Linked DNA regions of Mus musculus: region 1 is linked to region 2. The links are chromatin contacts, called in public Hi-C maps. All regions are on one chromosome and are shown on one strand. Each heading gives the region's core, a stretch centred on a gene start, on an enhancer-like site or on the middle of the called end of the contact. The rest is flanking DNA. Distances are from core to core; before and after follow the strand shown. Region 1 has its middle 12 kb from the start of Timp2. Region 2 overlaps Cyth1 (cytohesin 1).

What was found. Hi-C and Micro-C count contacts between places; a contact is called where the count stands out from the background.
Region 1: a contact with region 2 is called in a Hi-C map of peritoneal macrophages, with 2.2 times the contacts expected there. The contact joins two enhancer-like sites. A contact is called at or near these places in 11 of 484 Hi-C or Micro-C datasets (the N1E-115 cell line, embryonic stem cells, muscle stem cells and 4 more), 2 of 115 datasets of contacts at active chromatin or transcription factors (extraembryonic endoderm stem cells and pancreatic cancer cells) and 4 of 9 other capture datasets (adipose tissue, embryonic stem cells, liver and 1 more).

Annotation. Positions count from the first base shown.
Region 1 is chr11:118,364,989-118,369,212 of GRCm38.p6, reverse strand. No RefSeq gene overlaps it. Among named protein-coding and RNA genes, the nearest start is that of Timp2, 12 kb to the right of the region's middle. Within about 2 kb of position 2,917, at least 99 of the 459 cell types and tissues checked have an H3K27ac peak or open chromatin away from gene starts, as enhancers often do. A contact at or near this core is called in the N1E-115 cell line, adipose tissue, macrophages and 2 more, where this site is marked.
Region 2 is chr11:118,234,960-118,239,411 of GRCm38.p6, reverse strand. All of the region lies in intron 1 of Cyth1 (cytohesin 1), which reads left to right. Among named protein-coding and RNA genes, the nearest start is that of Cyth1, 11 kb to the left of the region's middle. RefSeq lists an enhancer at 1-1,040. Within about 2 kb of position 2,686, at least 62 of the 459 cell types and tissues checked have an H3K27ac peak or open chromatin away from gene starts, as enhancers often do. A contact at or near this core is called in the N1E-115 cell line, adipose tissue, macrophages and 2 more, where this site is marked.

The sequences.
Region 1 (4,224 bases), core at 1,668-4,167, 130 kb before region 2:
CTTGAACTTGTTATCTAGCTAAGGATGACTTCACGCTTCCGATCCTCCTGCCTCCTTCTCCTCCTAAGGGCTGGGGTAACAGACTGTACCACCATGCCCTGTTTATGTAGTGCTGGGGACGGATTCCAGGACTGTGCACACATTAAGTGAACGCTCTGCTGAGTGACATCCTCAGACATGATTTCCTCTCCCCTCCCCCTCTTTCTCCTCCTCCCCTCCCCCTCTTTCTCCCCCTCCCCCTCCCCCTCCCCCTCCCCCTCCTCCTCCTCCTCCTCCTCCTCCTCCTCCTTCTTCTTCTCCTTTTTCTAGGTTTTTGAGACAGGGTTTCTCTGTGTAGCCCTGGCTATCCTGGAACTCGCTATGTAGACCTGGTTAGCCTCAAACTCAGAGATCTGCCTGCCTCTGCCTCCTGCATGTCAGAATTAAAGGCATGTGCCACCACATTGCCTGGCTAAACTCTTCTTTTTTAATAGTGATACTGAGATATGATTCACATATGCATAGCAAATCTATTTAAAGTATATAATCCTGTGGGGAGGTTGATGTTGTTGGGAGGCTTAAAATATCTAGTTTTATGTATATTCCTGTTTTGCCTTCCTGTATGTATGTATGTAATATACACCACATGTATGCAGTGCCCCCAAAGGCCACAAGAGGTCGCTGGATTCCCTATTTTTACAGACTGTTGCAAGGCACCATGTGGGATCTGCTAACAGAACCATAGTCCTTTGTACAAGCACCACTGCTCTTGACCACCGAGCCGTCTCTCCAGCCCCTAGTTCTGGAATGTACACATCCACCAAGTCTTGCACTGCCTATCAACTTGAGAATATTTTTGTCATTTTTACAGAAACTATCTACTCTTTAGCTCTCAACCCTGTGTCCCATCCCTTCCACCCCAGCTCTCCACAGCCAGTGTCTCAGGAGTGGACTTCAGTGAGTCTTTCTTGTGTGGATTCCTCCACCCAGCATCGTGTTCTTTTCTTCTATGTGTGTGTAGTATTGGGGGTGGAGCCCAGAGTTTTGCTAAGTAAGCCAAACTGGCCTCAACGCCACAATCCTCCTGTCTCAACCTCCCGAGTACTGGGGATATGCGTGTTAGCCATCACATCTGCCTTGGCCTAGTATTTTTGAAATTCATTCATGGAACACACATAAGAACTTCACTCTCACGGCTCCATAACAATCTCTTGAATGGATACACTCATCTGTCCACTATTTGATAATGTACTGGCTGGTTTTGTGTCAACTTGACACAAGCTGGAGTTATCAGAGAAAGGAGCCTCCCTTGAGAAATGCCTCCATGAGATCCAGCTGTAAGGCATTTTCTCAATTAATGATCAAGGTGGGAGGGCTTAGCCCACTGTGGGTGGAGCCATCCCTGGGCTGGTGGTCCTGGGTTCTATAAGAAAGCAGGCCGAGCAAGCCAGGGGAAGCAAGCCAGTAAGAAACATCCCTCCATGGCCTCTGCATCAGCTCCTGCTTCCTGACCTGCTTGAATTCTAGCCCTGACTTCCTTTGGTGATGAACAGCAGTATGAAAGTGTAAGCCGAATAAACCCTTTCCTCCCCAACTTGTTTCTTGGTCATGATGTTTGTACAAGAATAGAAACCCCGACTAAGGCAGATGGACAGTTTTTAAAGATTTATTTATTTTTATTTTTATTTTTACATGTATAGGTGTTTTGCATACATGTGTGTTTGTTTACCATGTACATACAGTATCAGAAGAGGGTGGATTCCCTGGAACTGGATTTTTGCGAGTCACTATGTGGTGCTGGGGACATGTGCTGTTGTTAATTAACCTACTTTGATCTCCCCAGCAGCGGCAGTGTGAGTTCCTCGATAACGCCCCAATATTGTGGATTCTCAGATAAAAGACACACATGCAGCTTATATTTAATATGCCTTAATCAGCTCAAGGGCTGGGCACTCCCAAACTTCCACGTTGCTGACACCTCCCCGCCGATACTCCTGAGTTATTACTTATTAAAGATATTTCATCTTTGCTACCCTAGACACCCAGCTGGGGGGAGGGGGCTGAAGCTGTTCTTGCCCGGCTCTTACATGATTGTAAGCTTTCTCTTCTGCCACTTTCAAGCCTGGATCTTATCCCTTTCCTGCCATAGCAATCCCTTTCTCTTCTTCCTTTGCTTTTTGCCTAGGAATCCTAAAAGTCCCGCCTCTGTTTCGCTGCCCAACCATTGGCCTCCAGCAACTTAATATTTACCAATCAAAGCCAACTGATGCTGTGGACCCTCAGTGTCTTAAGTGCAGACGTGCGAATTCCTGTAATTTTGGGAACCCAATTAACAATACAAGCAATAAACCAAATCACAACAGAGAACTGAGTTCAGGTCTTCTGCAAGAGCAGCCAGTGCTCTTACCCGCTGACTCATCTCCCCAGCTGAGGTGTACTTTGTGGCTGTCTGTTTTCTGTTTGGGGCTTTTTCAGACAAAGTATCACTACGTAGCCTTCCCTAGACTCAGACTCAAAGAGATCCACTTGCCTCTGCTTTCTGACTGCTGGCTGGGTTTAATGGTATGGTCCTGACGGACATTTTTGATGGGGAAATTTGGGGCTGTGGTGACTCCAACCATTCACGTTTCCACATCTCGGGACAGTGCTCACAGTGGCGACTGCTTTATGTCACTGCCCTTCAGAACAGCAGACAGAGCTCTTGCCGCCCTGGGTCCAGAGGAGAGAGAGGATGGTTATGAAAGCCGGACTGTCTCAGCCATAGATCTGTTGTGTTTCTCCCTCTGCAAACCAGGCCAAGGGTCACAGTTGCATCCTTGAGTCTGTGAGTCAAGTCCCCCTTCCCCTCCTGCTCTTGTTTTCCTTCTCAGATCACAGAGAATCTGAAAGCAGTCCTTTCCCTGGCAGCCAGCATCATGAGAGCAGCAGCCAAGACACACCTTCCAGATGACCCTCCAGCCTGGAGCAGCCAGGACACACCTTCCAGATAACCCTCCAGCCCAGAGCAGCTGCCTGCTCGTGGTTTAGATTTCCCTCTCTACCAGGGCCGGAGAGATCAGAGGCCTTGGGAATGGGGCTGCACACAACCTTCTGGGAACACACCTCTCTCAAATTTCAGGAACAGGGTCAGAAAGTATGGAGCTTCCTCCAGGGCTGAGCTTTGAGAGCATCTTCCATTCTGAAAGAGTCCAAGGGGGCTATTGTTTCCTAGACCGGCTATCGGGCTATCGTGGCTCAAGTGTTTTCCTTCCCACCCAGGGGCCTCCTGAGGGGACATTCTGATCTCTCTAGAATGCTGCTCTTTCCGACCAGTGCAGACCCACTCAGGTGGAGAACAGGCCTTGGAGAAGAAAGAATTGCAAGGAAGGATTTGAACTAAGAGTGTTGGTGGAGTTGGAGGGACAGTGGTACCAGGTCATGGACTTGCCTGGAAAGCACACGAGGACAAGGCAGGTGGGGCAGAGCCATGCTGGGAAGTGGGAGGAGCCACACCAGGTAGTGGGAGGAGCCATGCTAGGTAGGCCATGAGGGGAGTGCACACACACACACACACACACACACACACACACACACACATTTTTTTTTCCAAAGGGAACTATGATATCTGGTATTTACTACAAAAGAACTTCCAATGGATAGACAACAGGGCAACCAGACTGGCTAATGTGATACTTGGCAGCCATTATCTTAGAAATGAACCCTCGGTGTCTCCTACGGTCTGGTCATGGGTGAGCCAAGGTCAGTGGCTCAAGTGATGACAGTGAGCCGGGCTTCACCACTGCCTGCTGCCAGCTGAACCCCCACCCAGGTTCAGGTTCAACAGGAACCCTCAGCTCTGAGTAATGAATACGCCTGCCTCTCCGAGGGAACATGTGTTTCCAATCTTTCTGCTCAGCAGTGAGTCACCACCAACAGCTGCTGCAGGCTCCCCGCACCAAAGCTCATCTCAGACCCTGCTGACCGCTGGCTCCACCCCACTCCCCTCCTCACAGCCAGCCTGGCTCCTGGGCCCTGGCCTTACACATCCAGCACACTGGCTCTCCAAGTGTGCCTACCCAGCTATCTGGAGGACTCTGCCTCCAACCCCTGAACCATTATTTCTCCCAGGCAGCAGCCTTCACCCCTCACTTGGGCCCCTACAAGGCTCTAGGCAACACCATTGGATGGAGCCTGTTATACTCTGTATTTCCTGTGTGTGTGTAGGCCAGAGGTCAACATTGGGATGTCTTTTTCAAGACTCTCCCC
Region 2 (4,452 bases), core at 1,437-3,936:
GGCTCAGATTTCATGTCTCCTCCTGTGCCCTGTGTGCGGCAGCTGCAGACTGCATGTGCTTTAGGGATCTGTTCAGCATAAGTTACTCCCTTTTGAGTGCTGAGACCCTGAAACATAATCTCCAACAGCCCTGACGACTGCAAGTAGGAGCACATGTTGAGTTTTAGTGAATTCTGGTGGTTTCAGCCCTGAGCAGACACCCTTGTCATCTAAAGTCATCATGGTAGCTCACGCCTCTCCGTCCTGGAGTCCCTCACACACACGAACAACTTTCCTTTTGTCGTTCTTCATTGACCATCCCAGGTATTCAGGCTTGAAACCATGAGATCCTCATTATCTCTCTCTCTCTCTCCCTCCCTCTCTCTTTCTCTCTCTCTCTCTCTCTCTCTCTCTCTCTCTCTTTCTTTCTTCCTTTCTCTTTTCCTCTCTCCCCTTTTCTCTCTTTCTCTGTCTTTCTCTCCCCCCCGCCCCTTTCTGGTGTCATCTTCAGGGTGAAGTCCTTTGAGTTAGACTGGTCTCTCACTGGTCTGGAGCTCACCGAGTAGGCTAGGCTGGCCGGCCAGTAAGCCCGAGATTTGCCTGCCTCTGCCTCTCAGCACTTGGGATTACAACAAGTGCATATTCCCAGAATTTTTATGTGGGGTCTGTGGATCAAACTGAGGCTCTCATGCTTCAAGACAAGCACTCATGACAGAACTGTTTCCAACCCCCTCTCTCAGTTTTTGTTCATTTGTTTTGTTTTTTTGTTTTTTGAGACAGGGTTTCTCTGTGTAGCCCTGGCTGTCCTGGAACTCACTCTGTAGACCACACTGGCCTTGAACTCACAGAGATCCACCTGCCTCTGCCTCCTGAAAATTAATATATTATTGTTATTATCTATGTATGGTGTTTTGTGTACATGTGTGTGCAGGCCAGAAGGAGACAGATCTCCTGGCCGTTTATCCAGGTCCTTTGAGATAGACTGGTCTCTCACTGGAGTTACAGATGGCTGTGCAGGTGCTGAACCCAGGTGCTTTAGAAGCCAGTGCTCTTGCTATCCACTTGTATAGTCAACTTAAACAAGCAGATCCCTCTTCTCTGCCTAGAGTACTTGTTTTGAGAACTTAACAACACAGGTTCTACTTTCATAAAGCTCACAGCAGAGGCGTTTGGTGAGTCGGATGTTTTCGGGACTATTGGAGTGCTGTGATGGCAGCAGGGCAAAACTGGGACCTAAGCTCTAGGTTAAGGTGGAACATCCCAATCAGGGGTCACCCTGTTGAGTTGCTTCCACCTTGGTAAACTGCTAGCACTTTGCACTTGCTGTTTAACCCCTACTGTGAGGGATGGGTTGTTGTCAGTGAAGAGAGGGCCCCCCTCCTCCTCTATTTCCTTCTCCTCCATTTCCTTCTCCTCCCCACTCTTCCTCCTCCTCCTTCCCACCTTTCTTCCTCTTCCCAGAGCTCCCCCTGCTTCCCCTCTCTCCCCCCCTGCCAGCTCTCCTTTCCCTCCTGGCATCCTCAGGACCTTGCTTTCTCCAACTTGAGCTGCTCTTCCAGCAGATTAGCTATGTCCTCGGCTCCTTCTTATTGCCCCCACCCATTAGTACACATCTTATGCATTGTCCTATGCTATACATACTTGTTATCCACATTTTAAACTTTTTATCTTTACCTCATAGCTGGACATAGTTCCACGTCTCTGCGTGGCCTGTGTTGCAGGTTACTGAATCATTTATATTGAAAGAGTTGTTGAGACTCTTAGGGTTGTGGTGTTTCTGGGGATCCTGGGTAAAAGTAGTTTCTGTCTCTTAAGCTTGCTGGGTGGTAGTAATTTGGTCAAGCCCGTGTCCTCTCAGGGCCTCTGGCAAACAGCTTGGCTGGTAGCACCAGGGTCATGCAGCCTGGTCTTTGATTCCCTGGAGTCCAGACACTCCAGGTTGGTGGTTGTGCAGCCAGAACATAGGAGAGATGCAGCTGCCTAGGTCTGCATTGGTGAGCCTGCCTCTAGCATGTCTGAATGCACTGTCTCACAGCCACCTAGAGCCTCGTCAAGGCTGAAGACAAAGGCTCCCCATTCAGTGGAGGAACAGAACAGAGCCAGGTCTGTGTCCCTGACTGATGGCTCTCCAGAGGAGGAGCAGGTTTCGGTCAGGGTGGTCCACAGGCCAGAGAGCTCAAGCATTGCAGGTTAAGAGTGAACGTGGGGCTCAGGTTCAGGACCTACGGAAGAATGCTGACTGTCTTTGAGGGAAGGGCACCTGGCATCCTAAGTGCAGGCTGTGGGTCTCAGGAGCACATCTAGGTGCCTTGGAAACGCTGATGGCATCCTGTTCTGATGCCTCCTGGTGGACTGCTGCTCTGGTGAAGATGACTACCAGACAACTGGACTGAGTGGGCGGAGCTTCGGAGACCCTCTGGTGCTGTAACAGCTACCTTCTGCTACATGATTTCCTTTTTCTGTGGTTTCTAACCACCACCCAGATATTTACAGGTTCTCTCTCTGCTCAGATTTCAGTCACAAAGAGTGGAGGAGGTGTGATTCCTCGAGGATTGATGGCTACGCTTAGGCTGGGGAGGTTTTATAAGGACTCTGGCCTCCCATCCCAGTCTCTTCCTCCAGAGGAAGCAGCGCTTTAGGAGTGTACTACAGGGCAGCAGGAAGGCTCCTCTGTGTCTGGGATGTCTCACAGAGGCCCAGGGGTTCCTGCTGCAGTGACTTCTGACCCTGTTAGTCCCACTCAATAGACAGGACTTCCTCTCTTGTTATCTGATTCAACCTACATGCTTACCAAGGCTCTGTACATTGGCTCTAAGTTTGTTGACTGAATCCTGGATTTCTGATTCAACATAGGAGCTAAAGTCATAGGATTGGTCATAGCAGTTGTTAATCCCACTTGGAAGCAGAGCCCTTGTAGCTCATGTGGCTTGCTTTCCTGTTCTGTAGGTTTGTGGCCTGTTTGGAGGTCTGGTTCCTGATGTAGCTGCTATGGAGTAAACATTTGAACCTGTCACTGTTGGACTGTTTGGAAAGTGAGGAGACATTTTATGCCTTTGATTATTTTTTTCTTTTCTTTTCTTTCTTTCTTTTTTTTTTTTTTGTTTTTGTTTTTGTTTTTGTTTTTGTTTTTGTTTTTCGAGACCGGGTTTCTCTGTGTAGCCCTGGCTGTCCTGGAACTCACTCTGTAGACCAGGCTGGCCTCGAACTCAGAAATCCCCCTGCCTCTCCCTCCCGAGTGCTGGGATTAAAGGCATGCACCACCACACCCGGCTGATTTTTTCCTTTTCTTTTTTTCTTTTTCTTTCTCTTTCTCTTTCTCTTTCTCTTTCTCTTTTTCTTTTTCTTTTTCTTTTTCTTTTTCTTTTTCTTTTTCTTCTTCTTCTTCTTTTACAGGCTCTAACACTGTAGCCTTTGCTTGGCCTGAAAGTTGCAATGTAGACCAGGGATGGTCTTGAACTCACAGAGATCTGACTTCCTTTGCCTTCTGAGTGCTGAGATTAAAGGTGTGTGTCCCTAGATCACTTTGTGTCTTTGATATTTCAGTACAATTTATTTTTAAAATGGACATTTGCTTGGAAAGATATAATTATTCTATACTATAAAGATGAGGGTACCAATATATTATTTTAAAGGGGCTAATGTAACCTATAGGAAGATGAATTAATTAAGGAAACATCAAGTGTTTAATCCCTTAAGGATTAAAAATTGATAGTTGAGTTTTTTTGTGTTTGATTTTTAAAACCGGAAGAACACAGCTAGGGAGACAGACCTCTGGTGGAATACTACTTTACCTTGGGGGTCTTTAGGATATATAGAAAGAAAAAGAAGACACTCCATGAGTTAGCTTCTTGCTGCTGCTGTCAAAAGTGATGACAGTGACCTGCCACCTTATGGCTTTGGAGGTAGAAGTCTAGTCAAATGGGATGAAATAGCAGCCAGTGGGCTGGAGAGGTGGCTCAGTGGTTAAGAGCACTGGCTGCTCTTCCAGAGGTCCTGAGTTCAATTCCCAGCAACCACATGGTGGCTCACAACCATCTGTAATGGGATCTGATGCCCTTTTCTGGTGTGTCTGAAGACAGCTATAGTGTACTCATATAAATAAAAATAAATAAATCTTTTTTAAAAGGAAGGAAGGAAGGAAGGAAGGAAGGAAGGAAGGAAGGAAGGAAGGAAGAGCGAGCCGTCCAGCATGTCCCAGTGTTTGCTCCTCCAAGAGGCCAGTAGCTTGTAAAAGGCTGCAGCACTCTGGCTCTTAGCCCCTCCTCCCCACTTCAGAGCCTGCAGTGGCCAGTGGAATCTCCCTCACATCCCACAATGACATGACAGTGAAGAGACTCTTCTTCGTCTCTTCCCCTTTTATGAGACTTGTGTCCACCTAGATGACTGGAGGTCACTTCGCTCTCCTGTGAGCAATGTCAAGTCTCCCGCTGCCTTTGTGGGCTCCGGGGATTAGGATGCAGGCACCCGTGGGGC